Linked DNA regions of Rattus norvegicus: all the other regions are linked to region 2. The links are chromatin contacts, called in public Hi-C maps. All regions are on one chromosome and are shown on one strand. Each heading gives the region's core, a stretch centred on a gene start, on an enhancer-like site or on the middle of the called end of the contact. The rest is flanking DNA. Distances are from core to core; before and after follow the strand shown.

Region 1 (2,914 bases), core at 111-2,610, 140 kb before region 2:
AGATAAATAATTAGTCCATGAATTAAAGATGCTTTGTGTTAAAATACAGAAACCCAGGAAAGGGTTAAGAACTTGTAAGACTTGCTTATGTCTGATCCTAGATGGAGATACCAAAGGAAATGTCTTAAAAACTCAGAAGTGAGATGTGTCTGTGTGTGATGACAGCTATTCCCTTTTGCATAGAGCTTTCCAGTGTGTGGAAAACTTCAGCTCTTACACTTGGACGGATAAACTAAGAGGGGTCACAAGAGAGCAAAACCAATATCCAGTTACAGATCCTTTGATGGGTGATTCATATTATGGTTAATAATTCAGAGGAATTCATCTTGATACCAAGACTCCTACATAAGCTTTTTACTCGGAAGCTCATTCTGCTACAGAGAAAATCTTTAAGAGAAGCTATAATGTAAAAACAAAACTGCCTGCTCTTATCAGCCATGTACCAACCAGGAACTGCTAGAGATAATCATGAAATCAGAAGTCTACAGTCAAGCCACCACATATGCTAGGACCAACCAAACCTTGATGAACACACAGAAAATGGCAAGACATATTTTTTAGAACAATTGGTGAAGTGTAACCTCAATATGCTTGGGTTTAGGTAACACAGACCACACGCGCGCACACACACACACACACATACACACACACACATACACACACACACACATGGACACACACACACACATGCACACACACATGCACACATGGACACACAGTGCATTTGGGTTTCTCTCTGCAGGTTGACATTTAACTTGATCAATCAGAAAGCCTTAAAACCATTGCTCAGAGGAAACATTTGCCTGCAGAAAGCCTTACCAGTCCTTACCAGTCCTTACCAGTCCTTCTTTCTGGCTGGGGTATACATAAAAGATAAGCATGAGTTTTGTGTATATGTTAATTACCCCAAGGATTCTCATGCTTGATGCTTTTCTGGCTTTTTATTTACCATTTTATATAATATACTTTTTATATTATTCCTAACAATAATAGTTTGTAGACAATGCCTTTTTTTAAAAAAAAAACCTGTTATGCAAGCCAAGGCCAGATTAAAACTCATCCTGTGCCTTAGGACATCAACAGTCATTTGAAAGTAAAAGGTCAGTGGTTGGCTTGACTGTTGACAAACACTCAGAACTGCTGGAGTACCCTGGTCCCCACCCCTCCCCCAGCGAACTGAAATTCAGCTCAAACTGAATTCTCCAGTGTGTTGTTTCGTATGTCAACCAGGATGAACAGATACCAGTTACAAAGGAAGCTCTTCTTCTGAAGATTTCTCACGATGGCTGTGGTATTTAGAGGGCATTGTACAGAGACCTGACCTTCAGGAGACTTGGACAATAAATGACCTAAGCAGTGTAACATGATCATGCCGCTCTGCCGCTTACACAGTCTTTTTTCCATGCTTGAGTGTAGTCTGTTCCATAGCCAACCGTAAGAACCTCCCCACCCCCGCCTTCTCTCCTTGTGGTGGTGGAGATGGGACCCAGCACCTTGTATACCCTCAGCTTCACCACTGTCCTATACCCCTGCCCAAGAAGCATTCCTTACTAGAATGTGTGCACACCTATAAATGTTCCCGGTACTATCCAGGCCCTGTGCATCCCACAGTGAAAATCCAGCAAAATGTTGCCTTCCTAAAGCTAGTATGGAAAGGAGAGCAAAGCAAAATGATAGGACATTTGCTGTTGAAGAGAAGGGGTGGGGGGGGATAGAGACTGCAAGAGCCATGCTGGGTTTGATAGCGACAATGGATACAGTGTTCCTTAGTTTATCTCAAGGAGAAGCGTTCTTAGAGAAATGATACAATTTTCTCCAAATGTCGCAACTTGTAATCAGCAGAACGGAGGAAAACACCTGAGGCCCCCATGCCCAGTCCTTGTTCACCACCCACCTTCTATGCTGGCTTCAGTCCAGTGACCCAGTTCCTAGCTCTTCATCTCCATTGCCCCAGCCAGAGCTGTCCTTCTGTCTTTCTGTCTCCCAGTTTTGAAAAGGAAAAGCCGTTCGTGCCGAATTTCTCGTTTGTTTTGTTTTTGAGAATCAAAAGCAGCTTGACTTTTAAGCTTCGCTTTAAAAGAGCTCGCTGGTGAGGTTCAGAGGCAAAGGGGCATCTTGTGAAAATGAGTTTGAAGCAACAATCTGCAAAGTCCAGTGATTCTGCTTGGATCTCATTCTCCCTTTGAGCTTTGAGCAGATAGATGTGTGTGCTGCGTCTGCAGCCAGGATGTTGAAATAGACCCCGGGTCTTTCAGATGCGGGCCATTGGTCGATCAATAATGCTTACTGAATACTTCCAGTGTCTCCTGTATGTATAAACCACAGTGACCCAGCACCCTAAACCCGTTATTCCCTGTCCGAGAGCCATCATTTCTACAACTTTTTCCTGATTTCTCACTTAGTCAACAAATTAAGAGAAATTCAGTAACAATCCCGCCCCTTATTTCTACCAAGTAAAGACTGAGCCTTAAATGAATATTTCAAATGCTTTAAATGTTTTAAAGGGGAATAAATAGCAGTCTAGTCTGTTTCATACCCCATAAATGTAGTCCAATCATTTATAGCTGTTAAGGCTGTGGAAGCTGATGGAACTTTCCAGGAAGGTATCCACACTTGCATGCATAAGCGCGCTGCTGACTTAGTGAAAGTTAGTCTCAGCCTTCTGCAGGGAAAAAAGAAAATCCGCTGTAGTCATTACTGGAAAGGACGTTTTCACAAAGCCTTTTCTTTATGACACAGAAGAGCTGGCGAAGTTTAGGTAGGAAGTCATAAGATGATTTGAAGGTAAAACAGTTACTTTTTGGAGTCTGGCAGAGTGGGATAGCCTATAAGACTGTTGTCCAGTCAATTTCCCAAGCATTCCTTTTGGAGGCCCAGCCTGTAGAGCAGCGCTGTAATGAGTCCATCCCTCTGG
Region 2 (3,312 bases), core at 180-2,679:
GAGATAAATATCACTCGGTGTCCTTGTTTTCTAACAAACGGCCTTTTCCATTGTTCCCATTAATTTCACCCATATTCGTTTTAAAAATAACAAGGCCCCTATCCTCATCAGCAAAACACAGATGAACGATGTATCATATAAAACCTGTAATTACATTAGGATTTACGGAAGATTTTTGTTTCTGCTTTTCGCCAGTTTTTAAGAAGTCCTCCCGTGATTAACTGTAAACAGGAATGGTTTACACCATAAATTAGAAGCCATTAATTAGCATGACGAAGTCAACTGCAAGATACACAGATAATTTAAATTATTTAACCACTAATCACCTTTGCCAAACTGTAATATACTCTTTCAATAACCTTCGGTAGGTTATCGACCGGTCAGTAATTTACCTCCATATCAGTTAGAGATAAGTATTAGCTAGCGCCCTTTCCTTTCCCTCAGGTTTATATTAGCTCTTCTTGTAAACACTTTAAAAAGCTTTAAGGTTCTTCACTTCCAAATCCCTAATTAGCCATCACTAGCCTTTTTGTAATGGGGGAGGGAGGAGATGAGCTGAAGTACAAATCTGGAGTTCCTCTTGCCCGTTTATCAAAACAAAAACATTTAAAAAAGAAAACGAACGCTTCAGGCGATGGTAGTAATAAAAGAAATATGCAGAGGTGGCTTCAGGGAATAACGGGTTTGCAGAACGCAAGTAGCTCACAAAAAAAAGCAGCCCGAACCTCTATTGCAACCCACGGCACTCCAATAAATTACACAACACTTGCCCAGGCTGCAGAAATATCGCAGGACAAGACTTACACGGATGCCAATCCGCAGCATTTATACACATGCACATGGCAAGACAGGAAGCAAACACTAGCGTTCAAGTCGGGCAGGGCGGCGCGATCCCGACTTGGCCCAGCTTGAGAGTGCTCCCTGAGTCTCTCTGTGCGTGCGTGAGAGTGAGCCCCGTCCTCCCGGCATTTCCCCTCTTTGGGCAGTTTTGCTTCATTTGTTTCCTATTTCTGCTACATAGAAACTAACTTCCATCTCAGCCCAGCCAGCGCCGCTGAATAGAGCCTGTGCTGCGGCTCCGTGTGCGTCAGATCCCTCCGCGCAGCCGTGCCGGCCCCCTCCTTCCCTCCCTTTCTCCCTCCCGCGGGCGGCCTCCTTAGAGAAAGCGCCTGCCAGGCAGCCCGCCGCTTCGGCTCCGGCATCTTCTCGGGCCGGAAATAAATAAATAAGTCGTGGCCCGGGCCGCGCGGAGGGGCGACCGCGCGGGCGCAGGCCTAGGCCGAGGCACTCCTTTTCCCGCGGGGGGCGGGGGCGGCGAGAGCGGGCCGCGAAGGCGCGGACTCCTTTCTGTGGCGGAGGGATCCCGGCGGAGGCGGCCGCAGCCGGGGCCGCTGCCTGAGAGTTGTTGTTTCCTCCTCCTCCTCCTCCGCCTCCGCCGCCGTTGCTTGAATGGTGGAGCCGAGGCTCGGCTCGTGAGCACACACTGACAGCTACAGGGCAGGCGGCGGCACCGTCCCCGCTTCCCCTCGGCGGCGGGGTGTCCCGCCGGCGGCCCCGAAGTGACCCGCAAACATGTCTCGTGAGAGGAAAGGCCTCTCGGAGCTGCGATCGGGTAAGTCGGGAGCTGCGGGGCCGCCGCGCCGGGCGGACTCGCCCGCGGGCCCCCGCCCCCCGCGGCCGCTCAGCCCGTGTCTCCCCGTCCTTCTCTCCCGCGCAGAGCTCTACTTCCTCATCGCCCGGTTCCTGGAAGATGGACCCTGTCAGCAGGCGGCTCAGGTAGGCGGCGCGCGGCGCGGGCCGGGCGGGCGCTCGCGGTGGCCGCCCGCGGGCGTGGGGGAGGGCGGCGGCGGCGGCGGGGCCGCGGCCCGGGGCGCGGGGCTCAGCGTCCCCGCTTTGTTGTTGCAGGTGCTGATCCGCGAAGTGGCCGAGAAGGAGGTAAGGGCGCGGCGGCCCGGCGCTGTCCCGCCGCCGCACGGCCTTCCCCGGCCGCTGCGCAAGCCCGGGTGTCCGGCGGGGCGCGGGACGTGGGGCGCGGGGGTCCCCGGCGGGGCGCGGGGCGGGCTGGGGAGGGGAGCGGCGGCGGGCCGGGCTGGGGGCCGCGCTCACCGGGCGTCCTGTCCCCGCAGCTGCTGCCCCGGCGCACCGACTGGACCGGGAAGGAGCACCCCAGGACCTACCAGAATCTGGTGAGACATTCACAGCGCACTGCAAAGAAACTTTTCCCTGAGTCGAATAAAAATTGAATTTCCCGCAATTTTTTACAGAGACAAAAACTTGGCCCCAGAACGGGAAAGCTGCAAAGGCCACGGGGAGGGTTGGGAGGCTGGAGCGGGGACTGCGGGGGGCGGCGGTCGGGGGTGCGGACGCCCCGGGGCCGCAGGGGCCGCGGACAATTTATTTGTGATATTTTGTTAATGTGCTAGAAATAAAGATACGTCATGAGTGTTGTGCAGTGCAAGGCCGGAGGAGGAGGGGCCGGCGCGCGTATCCGCGCGGGCGCGGGTGCGCGCGCGCGGGGCGGCGGCGGCGGCGGCGGCAGCGGGAGCGGCGCAAGCCTAGAGAGCGCGCTCGCCAGCTCCTCGCTTGCTCTGCAAGCGCGGCCGGCTCAGCTTTCTCCAGACCCACACAATAGCTGGTGACTAACTGCTCCGAAGTGGCATTAGCATTTCACAAGAAGGCCTTTGAGCCCCGGTGGAACCTTGGCAAGATTTTTTTTTCTCTTTACCCCCCCCCCTCTTCCTTTTGTTTTCTGTATATTCAGACCAAGATTTTTAATTTTTTAAAAAAATCTTTTTGGTTGGAGGCGTTCTGATATGTTTGATGGTAGTCATCCAGCGGCACACTGTGCATTATACAAACAGATCGGCCGAAGTATAAACCTGGAAGTTTTAATAGGCGTTTCCTAATTTTGTTGATTTTGGGGGGGTGTATATTACCTTTTATTAAAAGTCATTTATAGAGGGCATTAAAGAGTTGTGATTTTTATCTGCATAGTTGCCCTGTGATGGACTTTGGCTTTTACGTTTTTGTTTATATTGAGATGTTTTCGTTTAATTGATTAAAAAATAACGTTTTTATAGTTTGTGAGTTTTCAAAGGCAATAATTTGCAAATAATTGCTTTCCAAAAATGGAGCTATCACGAGTATTGTGAATGGTAAGGTAAAGCCTTGCTGTTAGTTTACTTCATTCAGTAAAGGAGCTGTAGTTTTCACAGCATCTTCTTTGCCTAAGACATTAGTTAATATATAGTTAGTTGTTCGTATGCATGTGCATATGCATATGCATGTCACAGCAGGACCCGTTGAGCAGTT
Region 3 (3,258 bases), core at 550-3,049, 170 kb before region 2:
ACTAAAAATACCTTCCCTGGCATTTTTTCCTTCCTCTTCAACTGTCAGGCATTTGGCAAACTAACTCTCTTCCAAGACATGGTCATTATACATTTTAGTTTAACGGTAAAATTATGACCCTCTAGGTCTTCATGCAGCTTCAGAGCTATGAGTTGGACTTCTCTTAGCTCTTTTAAATATGATGTCATCCACTGAATTTCTGAGAAGAAGGAATCCATCAAAGACATCTGGGACCATGTCCTAAGGAAGACTCTCTCAATGGGGAACGATGAGAGCTAAGGAAACAAGAGTAGCAGGACACTGAAGCACACCCAAATAGTGACAGGAAAAGCCACCGGTCTGTAAAGTCACAGACCAAGGAAAGACACTCATGATCTCTCAAGTGTGCAAGGAGACCAACTCACTTATCCTGGAAATTAATACAGTAGGTATTAAAGGGGATTGCCTGATGATTTTGTTACTTACACGAAGCCTCTGGGAACAAAGTAAATTACATCCTATGTGGTGTAAGGCTTCAGAGGAGTTTCCTAAGATGCACATTGTATTCATTTTACCTTGTAAATGAATCTCGGGCTAACCTTGCTTAATTTAGTTTGCTTTTCCAGTAATTTCATATAAATGAAATCACTCAGTATAGTGTCCCGTATTGACTTTCACTTAGCATTTTTCTTTTGTTATTTATCTGATCAGGGAAAGCTCACTTTTTGATCACAGAGTAATGTTCTACTGTAGAGAGTTATCATGACTTGCTCACCCATTCCCTAGCATTTCCCCTGCAGCCCTTGAGATGGTCACGTCCCCTATTATAGTTATGTGCTGATCACACTGATTGAATTTTCAGGATGATTTGATTCACAGAACAAATCCTGTGTTCCCAGGGCCAGCTCCCTCGTTATGTATTAGATTTTAAATGTTGTTGAATTTGATTTGCTAAAATTTTGTCTGTGTCTTTGTGCCAATGTTTATGAAGGGTGCTCACCTACCCCCCCCCCCCACTGTCTGGGGTAAGACTGGTCTTACAAAATAAATTCAGATATATATTCTGCAAGTCTTTGCAGAACGTAGAGAAATATTACGCTATTCCTAAAATGTAACTTGGCAGGTGTTGTTTAAATGTACGTATTTAATATATCAATGATTTGTTCCTACCTTCCTCGACTTCCCCTTAATTTTCACAACAAACATTTAAATCCACTTTTACACATAGCTGAATAATTGGCTGAATTCGTATATGACTTGTAACACAGATTTAAAAAAAAAAAAAAAAAAAAACAACTGGACCGAGGCACACTATTGGGGGTGGGGAGGTGGGTATTTGCTAGGGATGGAACCGAGATCCTTGGAAACTGTTAGACTCTTCCTAAACAGAGGAGCTTCCTACCCTGTACAGATCCGCACCATGAACACCCTTACAAGCTTTTGTGAGTAACGAATGTAAAAGGTACCCCGTGTCCCTATTTACATTATAAAGTACACATAGCAATACTTAATACTTAACTTTTTTTTTTCCTATGGAGGTGCACACTGCTTTAATCCAAAGAAGGCACGTGAAACAATGAAACTCCAAGATAGTGCGGCCTGAAGGATACTAGTTGAACTGGGCATGCTCAGTCGCCAGGCAGATTTTTTTTTTTCCCCAGTGAAGTGCAAACTACAACTGCGCGTACCCGGTGAACGGGGTGGGCGTGCCCTCGTGGAATTTAGAACGTTCTCTTAGCCAATGGGGCCTCGCGGCTGGCTGGCAGGGCTTGCCATTGGGGGACCGGGATGCGAGCGAGTGGAGCGCCGGGGGGAGGAAGCGGAGGTGCAGGTCGGAGAGGCCGGGCTAGCCGAGCCCATTGCAGGAGTAGCAGCAGCGGCCAGGCAGCATCCAACAGCGTGCCAGGCAGCCCAGCCCGTTGCTTTACTTTTTGCTGTACCAACGTAGTCATTATGCCGAAGAGAAAGGTAAGTCCCGCGGGAGAAGAACACCTCGCAGGCCCTCGAGGGTGCTCGGAGTAAGTCCCCTGCGCTGCGATGGACGCAGCGATGCGCCTAATAACTCAGGCGCTGGGCACCTCTGCTGCCCGCTCCTTTTGCAGATGCCTGTTGCTGACCTCGCTCGCCCAGCACGGAGCTCTGAGTGTTACTTTCCCTCCAGGGACGTTGTCCTCCCCTCTCCATCCACTCCTGCTTGGAATGGTTTCCATCTCTTGCCAGTCGCAGCCAGAGCGGGTGTCCATCCCCCTCGCAGGAGTTTCCTCTTGGCAAACTCAGGTTGTTCTCAGGGTGGAGGGAAAGCAATGAGAGGAGTCTCCCGGGCCAGGAAAATCGAAAACCGTGAAAGCATTCAGAGGAGCCAGGCGGGATCCAGAGTGTCCCCCGGGCTGAGCCCAGGGCGAACGCGATGCGGGCGGAAGGCCAGGAGAGGGAAAGCCATGTTTCCTTACGCCAGCCCTGCAGCGCCGCGGACCCGTATGTACCCACTCCGGTGTCAATCACCGGCCGCGAGGGCGGGCGGGGCAGTGCGCAGCGCCCGGTAGGCGGCGAGGAAGAGGACTGGTGCCAACCTCAGCGACCCTGCCAAGGTCAGGGGCCACCAAGCCCCTGCCAGTGTCCCACCCACGACCCCACGCTTGGCTAGGCAGGGAACCGAGGTCTTTTTAGTTTCTCCTTTGCCCCTGGTGGGTTATGTCCGCGCAGGGACGTCACGAGCCACACGTGGGGCCACACAGCTCGCTCAGGGTGGGGCTTCGACTTGTCATTGGACTGGTAAAAGAAGGGCAGATTTTTTACCCCTCCCTGAGAAAAACGATGTGTGAGGACTGTGTCCTAAGAAAAGAACCTTCCTGCCAGCTGCCCAAAGGACCAAGTCAACCATCATAGCCATTAAAGTTGGAACTTGATTCAAATAATACCCTGCTTTCCCCCCCAAGACCTTACACTGTGTGTGTGTGGTTGCTTTATTTAAAACTATGGAAGCTTTAAAATTTTAAGAAGGCTTTGCTTTCTTGTGTATCGTCACCAAGAATTTTATTGTAAACACCTCCACTCCTTTCAAATTTATTTTTATTACACTTACTTATCTATTGTATTCAGGGGAGGCACCGGCACCCACATTGCAGTAGTAAGTTCGCCACTATCGTGTGGATTGTGGGTTGTGGGTTGTGGGTTGTGGGATCTTCAGCAAGTGTCTTTTCTTTGAGCCATCTCCCCAGCCCAAGCATCTCCATTCTTTAAAAGAAAACCAATCCTACTGTTAGAAGGTTTTCCTGGTGT

What was found. Hi-C and Micro-C count contacts between places; a contact is called where the count stands out from the background.
Region 1: a Hi-C map of liver shows a contact between it and region 2, with 3 times the contacts expected there. The contact joins the enhancer-like site here to the promoter of Phip in region 2. A contact is called at or near these places in 4 of 12 Hi-C or Micro-C datasets (Schwann cells, hepatocytes, kidney and 1 more).
Region 3: a Hi-C map of Schwann cells shows a contact between it and region 2, with 5 times the contacts expected there. The contact joins the promoter of Hmgn3 here to the promoter of Phip in region 2. A contact is called at or near these places in 5 of 12 Hi-C or Micro-C datasets (Schwann cells, frontal cortex, kidney and 1 more) and 1 of 1 datasets of contacts at active chromatin or transcription factors (oligodendrocytes).

Annotation. Positions count from the first base shown.
Region 1 is chr8:92,909,722-92,912,635 of GRCr8, reverse strand. All of the region lies in intron 2 of Hmgn3 (high mobility group nucleosomal binding domain 3), which reads left to right. Among named protein-coding and RNA genes, the nearest start is that of Hmgn3, 28 kb to the left of the region's middle. Within about 2 kb of position 1,360, at least 7 of the 93 cell types and tissues checked have an H3K27ac peak or open chromatin away from gene starts, as enhancers often do. A contact at or near this core is called in hepatocytes and liver, where this site is marked.
Region 2 is chr8:92,769,138-92,772,449 of GRCr8, reverse strand. Phip (pleckstrin homology domain interacting protein) reads left to right here and starts at 1,429. Exons shown (of 40, transcript NM_001427740.1): 1 at 1,429-1,612; 2 at 1,718-1,776; 3 at 1,906-1,935; 4 at 2,127-2,186. The coding sequence starts at 1,573.
Region 3 is chr8:92,937,705-92,940,962 of GRCr8, reverse strand. Hmgn3 (high mobility group nucleosomal binding domain 3) reads left to right here and starts at 1,799. Exons shown (of 5, transcript NM_001007020.2): 1 at 1,799-1,947. The coding sequence starts at 1,933.